Regions from separate parts of the Mus musculus genome. Here region 2 is linked to region 1. The links are chromatin contacts, called in public Hi-C maps. All regions are on one chromosome and are shown on one strand. Each heading gives the region's core, a stretch centred on a gene start, on an enhancer-like site or on the middle of the called end of the contact. The rest is flanking DNA. Distances are from core to core; before and after follow the strand shown. Region 1 overlaps Klhl32 (kelch-like 32). Region 2 holds the start of Ndufaf4 (NADH:ubiquinone oxidoreductase complex assembly factor 4).

The links. A called contact is a pair of places that touch in the nucleus more often than the background predicts.
Region 2: a Hi-C map of uterus shows a contact between it and region 1, with 5 times the contacts expected there. The contact joins the promoter of Ndufaf4 here to the enhancer-like site in region 1. A contact is called at or near these places in 4 of 39 promoter capture datasets (embryonic stem cells, hippocampal neurons and liver), 5 of 484 Hi-C or Micro-C datasets (embryonic stem cells, forebrain, reprogramming fibroblasts and 1 more) and 2 of 9 other capture datasets (adipose tissue and pancreatic islet).

What each region holds. Positions count from the first base shown.
Region 1 is chr4:24,797,672-24,804,487 of GRCm38.p6, forward strand. Klhl32 (kelch-like 32) reads right to left here. Exons shown (of 11, transcript NM_001163020.2): 2 at 3,135-3,219. The coding sequence starts at 3,157. Among named protein-coding and RNA genes, the nearest start is that of Gm31379, 50 kb to the right of the region's middle. Within about 2 kb of position 1,505, at least 14 of the 459 cell types and tissues checked have an H3K27ac peak or open chromatin away from gene starts, as enhancers often do. A contact at or near this core is called in hippocampal neurons and uterus, where this site is marked.
Region 2 is chr4:24,894,933-24,902,054 of GRCm38.p6, forward strand. Ndufaf4 (NADH:ubiquinone oxidoreductase complex assembly factor 4) reads left to right here and starts at 3,151. Exons shown (of 3, transcript NM_026742.4): 1 at 3,151-3,370; 2 at 3,641-3,744; 3 at 6,762-7,122. The coding sequence starts at 3,235. The coding sequence ends at 7,043. Gm46848 (a long non-coding RNA gene) reads right to left here and starts at 3,190. Exons shown (of 3, transcript XR_001784261.2): 1 at 1,758-3,190.

The sequences.
Region 1 (6,816 bases), core at 255-2,754:
CAGAGAGGTGAACAGATTTGAAAGCTACTCATGGGGAAAAGTTAGGAGTCTCGGTGACAGGTTAGATATAGATATGGATGGGAAGGGGGGCGTCTCATGGAGATGCTCCTATTTCAGGTTTATAAAACTTGATGTCCCAACAGTAGGGCAACTGGAAAAGAAGAAAATAATAAACTCATTTTGGGATATGTTAAATTTGAGTTGTCTTAAAGACTTTTCTTTCTAGGGGCAGATGTCAAAAGCACAGCTTGATTCATGGGTCTGAAGCTCAAAACTCAGCCTCGGCTAAGGAGAGAAACAGAACTCAGGTTTCTCAGAGAGAAACCGACAGAGCCCAGCTGTCCCAAGAGCACAGTAAAAGCTGCTTGCATGGAAAAGGCCCCGAAAGCACAGAAGCAAGTCATGGCTTGCTTTGCTTCTTAAGGGGCAGGAAATAGGAACCCCAGAAACAGCTGTAAGACTCTGGGCATCTGGGGGCTTGTTTGATGTAAAGACTTTTATGAACTGATCTGCACTGGACAGCATAGATTATTCAGTTCATCTGAATGAAAATTCTCACAGGCAAATGCCACAAAAACAACTGAAATGGAAAAAAATTAAAGGTTGGGCAAAAGTTTCAGAATTTAAGCCTGTTAAGAAGAGAACACAGCAATAAAATGACTCCTAACAACCATTCTGCTAACTCACAGACCAGCCAGCTATCATCAAAGGAGCCTCCTCCTGCTGCAGCAGACGGAAACTAATACAGAGATTCACAGCCAGACAATGTGCGTAAAGCCAGGCACCACTTGGTCCTAAATGATTTGCCTCCATCAAACCCCTCCTCTCAGATCTCAGGAAAGCCCACCGAAGAGGAGATGGAAAGATTGTAAGAGCCAGAGAGCATGCAGGGATATCAAGGAAGTAAGGCTTTCTAGACACCCAATCCAGCAGAACCAAGGAACATCTGAACTCACAGAGATCACGGCAGCATGCATAGAGTCTGCACTTATCTGTGCTAGGTGAGGGCCCAGTGGTAAGACGAGAAGTGGACAAAAGTGCTCACCCCTGATCCAGAAACTACCTCAAGTTGATAATTGCCATTAATGACAACTTAGTTTTCCCCAACAGAATGTCACTGGGGATACAAACCACTCCTAAGGCCAGGTCCCATGGCTAGCAGCAATAGCTGGTCAACATAAAAAGAACTCAATAGCATCTATGGAGATACAGTCACGAAGGCAAATAACAGCCCTAGTGAAAAAGGTAAACCTGCAAGCTGGGAAATGAATCCACAGCAGGAGGAATCTCAGACATGAAGTGACTAGTGGGGATAACAAGATCCATGCTATGGCTGCGGTCTAATGTGGCTGGCTGGAAGAAAACGTTCTCTGGAGAAAAGCAGGCTGAGGATCCCAGGGCCTGGAATCTGGGCAGCTCTTCCATAAAAGGTCTGTGCTGAGGAGGAAGACACAACAGCATTCATGGTCTTGTTGCAACAGTTCCAAAAGGCATAATGGAAGCCCGAGAGGAGGGGGGCCAGGGCTGTGGGCGGGAGCAGGGAAGGAGATGACTCCACAGTGGAAGACAGGGCAGAAGGATGGGAGCTGATTACCATAAATTGCAGGCTTAGGGTAAGAAATCACTTGGAGAACACACAGATTCTGGTACCAAGGAACAAACTGTCTGACGTCGTACCATATAAATACCATAGTCCACGTGTATCATTTTGGCAGGGTACCAGATCTAGCATAGGGCTTCTCGGCCTTGGAATTAACTGCATTCTGAGACAGGTTAAACCACCTTAAGAAACCTTGCTCTGAGGACCAGTCTTAAACACTGTAAGATGTTTAGCACAATATGTAGCTAAAATCAACCGATCCCTGATGATAAGAAATACTGCTGGCCCTTGAACACCATTCCCTAATTCTCCACTGAGAATTGCTGACTGCAACAAACTCACAAGAGGCATAAAGCAGTGCTAGACCTGCTCTGGCAATGCCACCGACTCTGAACTGATTTTGGAACTAGCCATCTCTAATAGCTGCAGACAGCTCTATTTAATAGAAATATCTAATTCCTCACACTCTACAGCTATTCCTCAGTTCTATTACCTCTCTTCTTATTTCTTCTAGAGACCTTTGGACTGCTTCCTCAGAAACTGATGGGGACCGGCCTCCAGGCAGAATGGCCGCCACTTACTTTCCCTCTGGCTGCCTCTCAGACTTTAGACTGTGGAGCTCCCTCCCGCCTCGGTGCACCGCCCAGCTCAGCTCATCCTTGGGACCTCAGGCCTGCTTCTTTCCTGGGTTTGCACTGCACTTTACCATCAGAACGGTTTTCATCACGGCATTTGCATTGCTGGTGGTGTAGCTGTTTCTATGATAGAATACCCAGTTTATGAAGGAATAAATCAAATTTTGTATCAGTCATAGCTGGTACTTTACATCAAGTTGAATGTTTGCCTCAGCAAATACTTATCAAATAAATATATATTCAAAAAAGGTAGCAGGAACTTCTGAATCCTCCCCAAAGGGATTGCATTAAAGGGGTCAATATTCAGAGGCAGCATAGTTTTCTACAAATTTTTATCATGTACCTTTATAGTGATTTGCCTTTTTCTCAAAGGGTTACCATCCAAAATAAGAAAGAAAAAAAACAAAAAACAAAAAACAAAAACAAAAAGCAGTATCAGCCAAAGACTCATGAGGCTTTTCTAAGTTTGATCAAGAGGTCTTAGTGGTTCATCCTTTTTCCAAATACCAAAATCACAAAAATCATGACTGTTATGTTTATTCAGTCAAATCGTGCTCAGTTCGAGCCTTGTGCTCAGTGCTCTGTGCTCAGTTCTCTATGCTCAGTGCTCTGTATTTAGTGTTCTCTGCTCTGTGCTCAGTGCTCTATGCTCCGTGCTCTGCTCAGTACTCTGTATTTAGTGTTCTGTGCTCTGTGCTCAGTGCTTTGTGCTCAGTGCTCTATGCTCAGTCTCTGTGCTCAGTTCTCGGTGCTCAGTGCTCACTGCTCTGTGCTCAGTGCTCTATGCTGTGCTCAATGCTCTGTGCTCAGTGCTCACTGTTCACTGCTTTGTGCTCAGTACTGCGTTGTTCCTGGGTTCAGCTCGCCATACTGAAAAGGGCTTCTCATTCAGTGTGTACCTGAGGCAGTGTTCAGACGGCATCCTCAAGCTGGGTCGTCAGAGTCAGGCTTAGAAGGTTTCAGAAGAATCCGCAAGCATTCCAGCTGCATTAAAGAGTATAAGAAAGGAAGGAAAAGTGAGAAAAATGCAAAGAGTATTCTAGAAGCTCATGACACCAGTAGCACAGAACACCATGGAGGAGCCAGTAGGAATTGAACACTGACATTTAACAGCCCCTTCCCACTTTCCTAGACATGCTCTTGATATTTTTAAACTTTCAGATTTTTGACCTTTTTAGAGAGTTGAGTATAGAAAGTATTTGAGATTTGATAATAGCTGACTAAAGATAGAAAGAAAAAACATCCAATAGTCACGGGGAACAATTAAGATCTTACGAACTACACCTGCAGTGATCGGAACCACAGACACTATCCATGGAAATTTCCGTTTCCTTCCAAGTGTGATTAGTGGAATCAGTTTAAACCAAGTACCTACTGGGTATGTACACACAGAAGGATGATGCTTCTCTAATCAAGCACTCATTGACGAAGCCACACACAGAGAGGAGGAAAATGGGGAGGAAATGACAACTGGATCCTCACAGCAGCTCCAGGGTTAGCATAAGAGAGCAGGTGTGCTCGGCAGAATTGAAGTTCCTGGCCTGTGTGCACTTCCCATCCGTCCCTGCTACCCACCCTTTGCCTTGGCTTTTAATGAGTGAAGCAACTCTAAACAGAAAAATAAATTATTTGAACAATCTGGGACCTGGTCCATGACTGCATTTACAACTCTCCTTAGAGAGTCTAGCTCACATTTTGTAATACACCCAATTGCCAAAATTAATTATAATTTGGATAAGCTGAGTAGGCTTCCTTCTGTCTCAATTTTATTTTGAAAGGGAGCAATAATAGGGTAAAAATGCTTATTTACAAAAGGGATATATTACACTGTGCTTCTGGTTTGCATAATAAAATATCTGTAATCTGATAAAATGTAGCATTTATTATATTATAAAGAAACCTGCAATTGGTATGATTTTGAAATACTTAATGAAATTACCATCTGGTTAGGTATTCGATTATTACTGCATATTGGGTTGTTTCAAACATTCAGCCCATACAACTTCACCTAGTAGTCCTTTTCTTTTTAATTATTACAAGTAGGATATTCTTTCACTTATTTCTAGTGTAAGTTCTGACAAAAACTAAAATGAGCATCATTCTCACCTGCTCCATCATGGGTGAGCTGCACAGACGGTTAGAATAATTCAAGCCACATTGCTTAATTAGCTGAGAGACTTGCTTAGCAACCCATTATTGCTACAGTTCCTCTCACAGTGTGCTTTGTAGGCTCTATGGTATGATATCAAACACAAACAGAGACAAACACTTGAGCTTTGAAATGGGAAAGGGTATTTATTACAGGTGGGTTAAAAAAAATCTTACTCTTTTTGAAAATCTTAGGTTACTAATCCAGCAAATTGAGAAAAGAATCTTAAAGGTTAGAACAGTTCACCATTAAGGTATTATATCTAATCTGATACATTTCAAACAGTATGTGATAGAAAAATCATAAAGTGAGCTCAGTTCCCTGCTAGCAGTGCTCATGGCAGGTCAGCAAGGTAAATTAGTGTTTCTCCAAACTTATCTAAGGATGGCCTTCTCATCCTGCATAGTTTAATTTGATGAATTAAAATAGCATTTAAAGGTGAGTCAAGATGAATTAAGAATGTGCCACCATAGAAAAGTTTTCTTACTATTTACTATTATTTTTCTACATTTTGATATCCTGTGGAGGATATCAGAATTTTCCACTACAAAATATACCTCTTCTGCACACAGAGCTAACAATTGTTAAGAAGCAGCAGATGCAGAATATAGTTTAAGAATGACCTGTCTTATCTCTTTTCAAATGAAATTTCCAACCAGAGACTAATTTGTCACAGCTCCTTGGTAAGCAGATGTTAAATTTCTTTAATCCCTACAAAAATGAGTTGTGCAGTGATCATCTGTTGATGCAGTGTTTTTCTTTTACATCTTGCTAATGTACCTAACATGTCAAATACTAATCCTTTTTGTTATCATCTTAATCCATAATAGTTTGAAAGGAGAAAAAAATCTGAGAGGAAGATCTTGAGGGTTCTTTTGACCACTGCCAAATTACTTGTGATAATGTCAAAACTAAGAAAACAGTTCTGCTGTTTTATTTTTTAAGGAATAGTGTGTATTTAATAAGACACATTTTTAAATCTATTTTTGATCTGAGGTTACTCCATGGATGCTGGACCCATGGATACAGAGGACTAACTAAAACGATGCAAATTGAGCATAATGAAATCAGGTTTCAGAGGACTGTATAGAGTCCACATTTTCAACCATACCTAGCACCAAAAATGGTGCATATTCCAGGACACAGTTATCTTAAGGTGCTGAAGAGCCTCAAGGCAGAAGAGTCAAGGTTAAGTTAAGGTTAGCTGGTTTTTATGTCAACTTGGCACAGGCTAAAGTCATTTGAGAAAAATTAGGTCTGTGGTGACACCAGAAATCACGTGGAAGCCCATAATCCATGCTCCCACTGTCCATATAGAGCAAATGAGCTACTTTCACAGTGATATCAATGACTGCAGATGCACAGTTGAGAAAGAGGGATATGTCAACCCCTATCACCACTCAATCTCAGCCCACTCCCCCAAGTAGTAAGAGCCTAGACAGGAAGCCATCAGAGAGAACTCTTTAAAACTGTGATAGGATGCTAGGGTGTCACCCTCCACGATAGATGGCTTCCAGCAAGGATGCAGGAGAAGAAGGACTCAGCTCCATTTAGGGGGTGAGCTAATGAGAGTTTGACCACACCCCAGTGCGTATATAAATAACACTGTCATATTGCCATCACTCTACTCTGTGATTAAAACCATATTGTTGTTCCACCCATAGGGCTGCAGACCCCTTCAGCTCCTTGTACTTTCTCAAGCTCCCCCATTGGGGGCCCTGTGTTCCATCCTATAGATAACTGTGAGCATCCACTTCTGTATTTGCCAGGCACTGGCAAAGCCTAGATGGCCTAGTCAGCCATCATTGGGAAGAGAGGCCCCTTGGTCTAGCAAACTTTATATGCCCCAGTACAGGGGAACACCAGGACCAAGAAGTGGGAGTGGGTGGGTAGGGGAGCAGGGCGAGGGGAGGGTATAGGGGACTTTTGGGATAGCATTTGAAATGTAAATGAAGAAGATATCTAATAAAAAATTTTTTAAAAAGCAACATTGGAAAAAAAACAAAAACCAGTCTGACCTCTAGCCATTGCTGTCAAGCTCCCCAGTTTGCTTCAAGTTACTGTGGCTCGGAGGCTATGACCACATTGCCTTCAGGTCTATAACAAACCATGCTCTACTCAGATAAAGCTGGGTCATGGATGGCTGAGAAACTTCTGACACAGATGTCTCTTGAGATAGCTCCCTCTCCACTATTGACCCATTAGAACATCTGGCTCTCATTTTTGCTTTCCTAATCAGCACTCATTTTTCTGTGAGAAGCTAAAACATCCCAATGTCCACAGAAATTCCCTCCAGGAAGGTTCTTAGGTTTCTACACATGCACATGCTTGCTCCATGAGAGCCTACTCCTTTTCAGATTATTTAATAATTATAAGGATTCGAACAAGAGAATTGTCAATAATGTCAAATCCCAACTCTGCCGTATGGCTAA
Region 2 (7,122 bases), core at 1,901-4,400, 99 kb after region 1:
TCTGCCTTGATAGTCTGTATAGCCTTGGACTGTAAACCAAAACAAATAGCCCTTTTAGCAGCTGCTATTATTAGGTAACCTTGCCACAATAAGTATATTTGGTAAGCCCATTAATTTATGGCTCTTTTGTTCTGGCTTATGAAAAGTTTACATACCCACTCCCACACTAGATCATATCATTTAGGACAACCTGAATCTATATTCTCAAGCTATGGTCATTCATATTTGGCTCATAATATATTTCTTTTGAGCAGAGATCTGTGTTTCTTTTCACTGTGATTTATAAGGTTCACAGTTCCTTAGTTTGAACACTAGATCTACAAAAAGACTAATGCCTTTTGTCTTGAAGTCTGGGTGCCTCTGATTCCAGTTGCAAGTTTCACAAACAAGTAACTCCATGTCACTATAAAACTAGCCAAACCTACAACCTCAGAAATAATGTGAATTGGGCTCTTACAAATCCATTGACTCCTGTACTGTAGTGCAGATTTTAGAGAGATTCTCCCTCAACATCAATATCCCACAAAGATATTTCTGAGACCCACGAACATCTGCAACTTGCTCACTATAACGCCTTTAGCGTATGTCTTGAACTTGAGTCACCTACTTCCTGAGTGTAAGTTCTAAAATGCCTTGTAGGACACTGAAGTGTGTTCTGTACAGGGAGGAGTGTGTAATGGTGAGTAGAGGCAGAGAGGAGAACTGAGGAGGGTAAGTATTGTGTGCCTGACACTTCTTCGGAAGACGTGAATAAATGTCTACTAACTGGAGCTAGGGAACCAATGAATGGATAAAGTATATAATTCCACCAGAGTCCAACTTGGGAAGCCAGTGAATTTTGGGGGGAGGGTTACTCACTGGAATACATTAGAGGAACGGGATGACTAGTAAGGAGCCATTTCACTAACCAGCCTGCTGCGATCTGGGTAACAGCTCACTGAGACAGCAATTCTGGAGCTCTTTGTCTGACGGGCAGGCAGCTCCTCACCTCTAATCCTCCTCTCCCTAGCACTATTCAGTGGCCTTCTTTAACATGTAGCCTTCAGCTTTCCCAGATTTGTAAGCTCTGTTGACTTCCTGAGTCTCATAAGCATCCCTCCTGCTTTAGGAGGGAAGGTTCAACCAGGAGGAAATTGCTACACAATGGTGAGGGAAGCTTGCAGGTTCTACCTGATGGTGACTATTACTGCTGCGAGTGCGAGGCAAAGGCAGATGGCATTCTAGACCCTTGTTATAATGCCTATTGATGTTCCAGCCTTCCCAGGTTCAACAACACCATCACATGGAAAGAGCATGCTAGTCAATGATTGAAACTGATCTTGGCATAAACACCCACTTTGTCCTGGCACCATTTGGGCATACAGCACGAAACAAAACAAAGGAAAATGTCTCTTCTCAAAAACTAGCATTTTACTGTTTTGGTGATATTTGGAGTTCATCACTATCATTCATTATCAGCTATCAACCTTACTTCAGTTTGGCTGAGAGAAAAGCAGACTTCTGACTTCCCTTGAGGGTCTGCCTTCAATCCTCAGGCAGAAGCCAGAAAGAAAATCTTAAGTTCAGACCTTCTGCTACATTGTATGTCTTGACAAGAAGAGCTGAAATTATGGATTTATGGTCCAGGATTTTGTTTCCATTCTGATTACCAAAGTAAGATAGCCAAAGGTGGGTTCTGCTGGAGCCTCTCTGCCTTGTTTTGGTCTTTAAGGGTCTGAGTAACCCCAGGCCAAGGCTAGATAAAACAATAGGCTCACCTGCCACTGTCTCTTCCAGTGTCAAATCCAAGCTTTCCTGCGTGTAGAAATTCACAGATCTTTAATTTTGTACTATCTGCTGTCCTGGACTCACTCGAAACTCTTGTGTAAGGTTACTTTCATGTAGCCCTAAGTTTGGTGGAATCACATGAAAATTTAAAATACTTTAGCAGGCAGTGAGTGGAATTGCTACTATAATTCTTAAAGCACAGAACAGACTTAATGAGGCCAAGGAACATTTCTTGATGTCCAGAGAAATTGGTTTTAAAAAAAAGGCACCCAGTTATGAACTTGTTTAAAAAGCTCTCAGATGGAAATCTTGGAGCAGACTGCCACCTTCAGGATAACTAACAAATTAACTCACTGAACACGGTTTTAGCTTCTACATAACCCATCTCCAGAGACAGGTTTCATAAGCAACAGTGAGAACTTTACCCCTCTAGTGTTTTCTCTATTATGAAACAGTTTAATTAGTAATAGTCCTTAAAAAAATGAAAACCCCTCCCCCTAATTTTTTTCTTTAAGTTGGTTAGACACAACTAATCTATTCACCTAACCAACCAGGCTAAAATCTTTAATAGATTTCACAACCACAGTCTGGGAAAAATATTAATTCGAAAACTTATTTTCTTGCTGGTGGGCTTTAAAAACTATGGGCCAATCACATTGAATACTTTCGGAAACGTAAAAGAAGGAAGAGACAAAGGGTGGGTGGAAGAGAAGGGGAAAGGAAGATAGAATGTGTACCGTAGATTTTTTTTTTCTTTTTCCAAATACAGCGTTAAGTTACACCAGGGTTTGCCAAGATTACAGAGACTCGAGAGGCAGTAGAGCTGAGAAATGGGGCTGAGAAGAGCACGGTGATTCAGCGCTAATGGAGGAGTATGTCAAGTTAGTACTACTTATGAGAGAAGGGGAAGGAAAGCCTAAAACTCATAGCACTAGGGACAAAGTGGCAGGAAAATGGTATGTCAAGATAGTGAAAGAGTTAAAACAAACAAACAAAACCAACACAAAATTGGCTCAGAAAGCTCCAGGCAAGGGACAGGAAAATAAGGGCTGTTAGAATGGAATTGCGGCTGAGAACAAATATTCTCAATTTCTCAAAAGCATGGGCAGGTAAATTCAGAACCTTGACCCTGCGCTCTGCCCTCTGAAGAGGTTGGAAGATCTCCGCTCCACACTGGCTACTCGGGATTTTGCAACCGTGGGATCACAGCAGCTCATCCTTAAAGACTCCGGAGTCGCCGGCCGGCGTCCCTGACAACGCCCAGATGTCTGCGCATGCGCCTGTGCGGAAGGGTGGGCGGGGCGGAGTCCAGGGTGCGTCCTCCCGGCCACCAGGGGGCGACGAGCGCGTCCTCGGCGTTTTACCGGTGCCTGGCCCCTGGTGTGCGCATGCTCCGTGCGTACAGAGGTCACCGGTGCCGGTGGCTTCTACACGTGCGTAGTGAACTAAGGGCATCATGATTTAGAGATGGGGGCTCGCGTGACCCGCGCCTTAAGGAACTTCAACGTGGAGAAGCGAGCGGAGCGAGAGATCAGCAAGAGGAAGCCCTCCATGGCACCCAAGCACCCTTCTACCCGCGACCTCCTGCAGGAGCACCGGAGTCGTGAGTGCAGTCCCTCCCAGGCCTCCGGTGACATTGAGGTCGTCCCCGCGCGGGCCCCGGGTGGTGGCGGCTGGAAGGAATCCCGGAGCCCAAGGCAGCCCGCGCTCTCTCCCGGCGTCTGCGCAGGCTGCACGCAGACTCTCGTCCAAGTGTTTGCCCCAAGATGTCCAGATGATTTTTTTTTTTAATATTGTACATGTTTACGAGTTTAGAGATTTTTTTCCTTAAAAAAAAAAAAAAAAGATACTATGGCTTATTTTCTTTCCTTAGAGTATCCAGAAATCGAAGAAGTTGTTTCTAAAAAAGATAACAAGCTGCTGTCATTGCTAAGAGATGTATATGTCGATTCCAAAGATCCGGTGCCTGCCTTGCCGGTAATGTATACGTTAATTAAGTTGGCAGTTTATTTTGGAGGTCTGAGAAAGTGATCAAGAAAAAGAGGGCAACGAGTGAAAGTGCAAAGTGTGTGTGTGTGTGTGTGTGTGTGTGTGTGTGTGTGTGTAGAGGGGAGCAGTCAGTGTAGAGCACAGACAGCTAGACACAGGCAGGCCTGGACCCCCTTCGATACTTAGGGTATACTTAGGGTATACTTAGGGTATACTTAGGGTATACCGAAAGACCTGTGAAGGGATTGATTGGATGGACCTGTGTGAATTGTTTATTGCAGAAGTTGTAGGGTTGGGTTACGGCATTTTTTAGTGGTTTTCTGAGTGACCAGTATGACTTTGAGAGCTATTTCATATTCTGTAAATTAAGATGCTCTTAATGACAACCTCAGTGTTTGGGGGTTTGGAGTGGGGGCACGTTCATAGTTTTGAGGATGTGTCCCAACAGGATATGTAATATTATATGTAAGTTAATATAGCATGCTGGAATGATGGGTATGTCTCCTGTGTCAGGTGTAAGTGTTGTGTGTAGTGATTAAAACAGTAATTACTCTCTGAGGCCCATGGTACGTTGCGGACCACAGACCATTCCGTGGATGAGCAGCTGTACAACTATAATGTAATTACGGGCTGGGGAAGATGAAAGGCTGCTTCTGAGGAAGTGACATTTAACCCTGGGCCTGGAGTGCAAATTGAAGTTGCAGCCTGGAAGGCAAAGAATTAGATTAAATGAAGAGGAAGTACCAGCCACAGCCCTCAAAGTTTTTTTTGTTTTTTGTTTTCATTACAAAACTTTTTTGTATTATCTAATACTGAGCAAAAGACTGCAATTACAGCTACTTCTATAATATTCATAATTTAATAGTGACAGTAGGATTTAGTTAGTACCAGATTTTCACACAATAAAGATACATTGATTGTTGGCCATAGTGTATTATTTTTAAGCTCAGCAATACTTGGAAGGAGGGTTTCCCATTTATGCTAAGTATGAGGTGCATGTGAGTGTGTGTGTGTGTGTGTGTGTGTGTGTGTGTGTGATTTTTGTGTAAAGATACTTATTTGATATTATACTTGGTATTTAGTCTGTTGAAGTGACCAGTTTAACCTCTTCAAATAGGTGCCAGTCACCTAACTATAATTTATTTACTAATTTTCTGACTTCTGTTTATAGACTTATTGGTTGTTTGGTTTTTGTTTCATCTTTTTCTTTTTCTTTTTCTTTTTCTTTTTCTTTTTCTTTTTCTTTTTTTTTTTTTTCCAAGATAGGGTTTCTCTGTGTAGCTCTGGCTGTCCTGGAACTCACTCTGTAGACCAGGTGTTTTTTGTTTCTTACCACTAGACCCATACTATCTCAATAAAGTGGTATGACACATCCTGGTGACTGTTATAACCTAAAAAAGCTTCATATCTTCTCAAATCACTTCCTTCTAAATGAACTTGGGAATCAGATTTTTAGTGTCTTTAGTAAGCCTTGTTTAGATTTGATGATAATTAGATTGTATTCACAGTTTAACTAAAGAGAGGTAAAGATCTTCTAATTTTTTTAGAAGGTCTTTGAGGAAGGAAGAAAGATGTTATTATTAAGTAGAAATTTTCTTCCCCTCATTTTAATGCACAGGAAAATAATTGATTTTTATTTTCTAGCTATTGACATAACTAGTTAACATATCTGCTAGGAAGTAGTTTTTCAGTTTTTTTGTTTTCTTAATATTTTATATTTATGTGGAATTTGTAAATTTTTTCTGCCTTTCCACTAAATGAAAAGAGGATGTTAAATTTTATTCATCTTGATGTCAAGTGGAAAAGCCAGATCTGTATGTATGGAGGGAAAGGCAGATGTACCTGGGTTTGGAAGATGAGAGACACTTTGAGATTTAGGAAGTGGAAGAGGAAAAGAGTGAGTGCCTGAGACTCAAGTGGGAACAAGAAGGTGGAGTGAGTGAGTGTGGGAGACTGCTTAGGTACGGTATGCAACAAGGGGAGACTGAAGGGGACTTGGGGTAATGGCTGCATCATGAAGAACATGCCAAGAAACTTTAGATTTATCAGAAGGGCTTTGGGGAGTCATTGAAAAAAAGGCGGGGGGCGGGGAGAGAAATACCTTGATATTGGCCTAGAAGTAGTATAGGCAGGAATAGCTGGAAATGAAGAGAAAGGGAATCCTTGGCACGGCTTAGGTAGTAAGCACAGAGACTGAGGTTAAGCTCAGGTGGGTACTCACGAGATCCACCTGCCTGTGGATGCTTATGCACAGACCGAGTCTCAAAATCTGTACGTAAGTGAATGTGTGTGCACCCTTGCACGTGCGTGCATGTGTGCATGCATGGGCTACCTTTTGCTGTGATAACACTGACCAGAAGCGTCTTACACATCTAGGTAATAGTTTATCAGTGAGGGAAGGCTGGAAGACAGTTCTCAAGTAAGCTGTTAACAGCGCCGTTAGAGTGCTGCTCATTCGAAACAGGTGTAATGCGTATCTAATCAGTTCTCATTCTTCTCATATACAAGTTGAGGTTTCTTTAACTTAGCTTCTTAGGACCTGATCTCATTTTGGAATATATGTATGTATATTATGAAGCATCTTTGTGGGAGGATCCAAATTTAATTATGAAGTTTGCTTTTATTTCATATACAACTCAAGCTTGAAGGCAGGTTGATGAGTCATTCTTAGTGTACCTACATTTTGACTGCTGATCATCACAGGAAGTTAGATGTGGCACTTTCTACTTGGGACATGATGGTGGAGTTCAGAAGTTTTGGATTTTAGAGCACTTTGGGTCTCACATTTTTGGGTCAGTAATGCTCAGTGGCTATAATTTCATGGTGTGCATGCAGTTGCAATTTTATAGAGGCTTTCTAGCGAGCTATAGTTAGGAAAAGAGTGGTACAGTGCAAAATCAAAGTTTGAGGAGGTATATATGTGTTTATTTGAAAAGAAATGGTTTAGACTTAAGAGTTGTGGAAGATGTAAATATTTTATCCTAAACCCTTTTCTTTGGTACTAGGTAAAAGTTGAACCACGACAAGAACCAAAGGAATTCAGACTGCCGATAGGAAATCACTTTGATAAGAATATCACGGACATTCCCAAAGGCAAGATTACTGTTGTAGAGGCATTGACCCTTCTCAATAACCATAAACTCTCTCCAGAAACATGGACTGCTGAGAAAATCGCTCAAGAGTACTATTTAGAACTGAAGGATGTAAATTCCCTTCTCAAATATTTTGTTACTTTTGAAGTCAAAATCTTACCTCCAGAAGACAGGAAAGCAATACAATCAAAATGAAGAAAATCACGAAACAACTTCCCCTGTATGTGTTCCCAAGCTCCGCGCCCTTGTTTTGCGTGTATTAAATTATACAAGT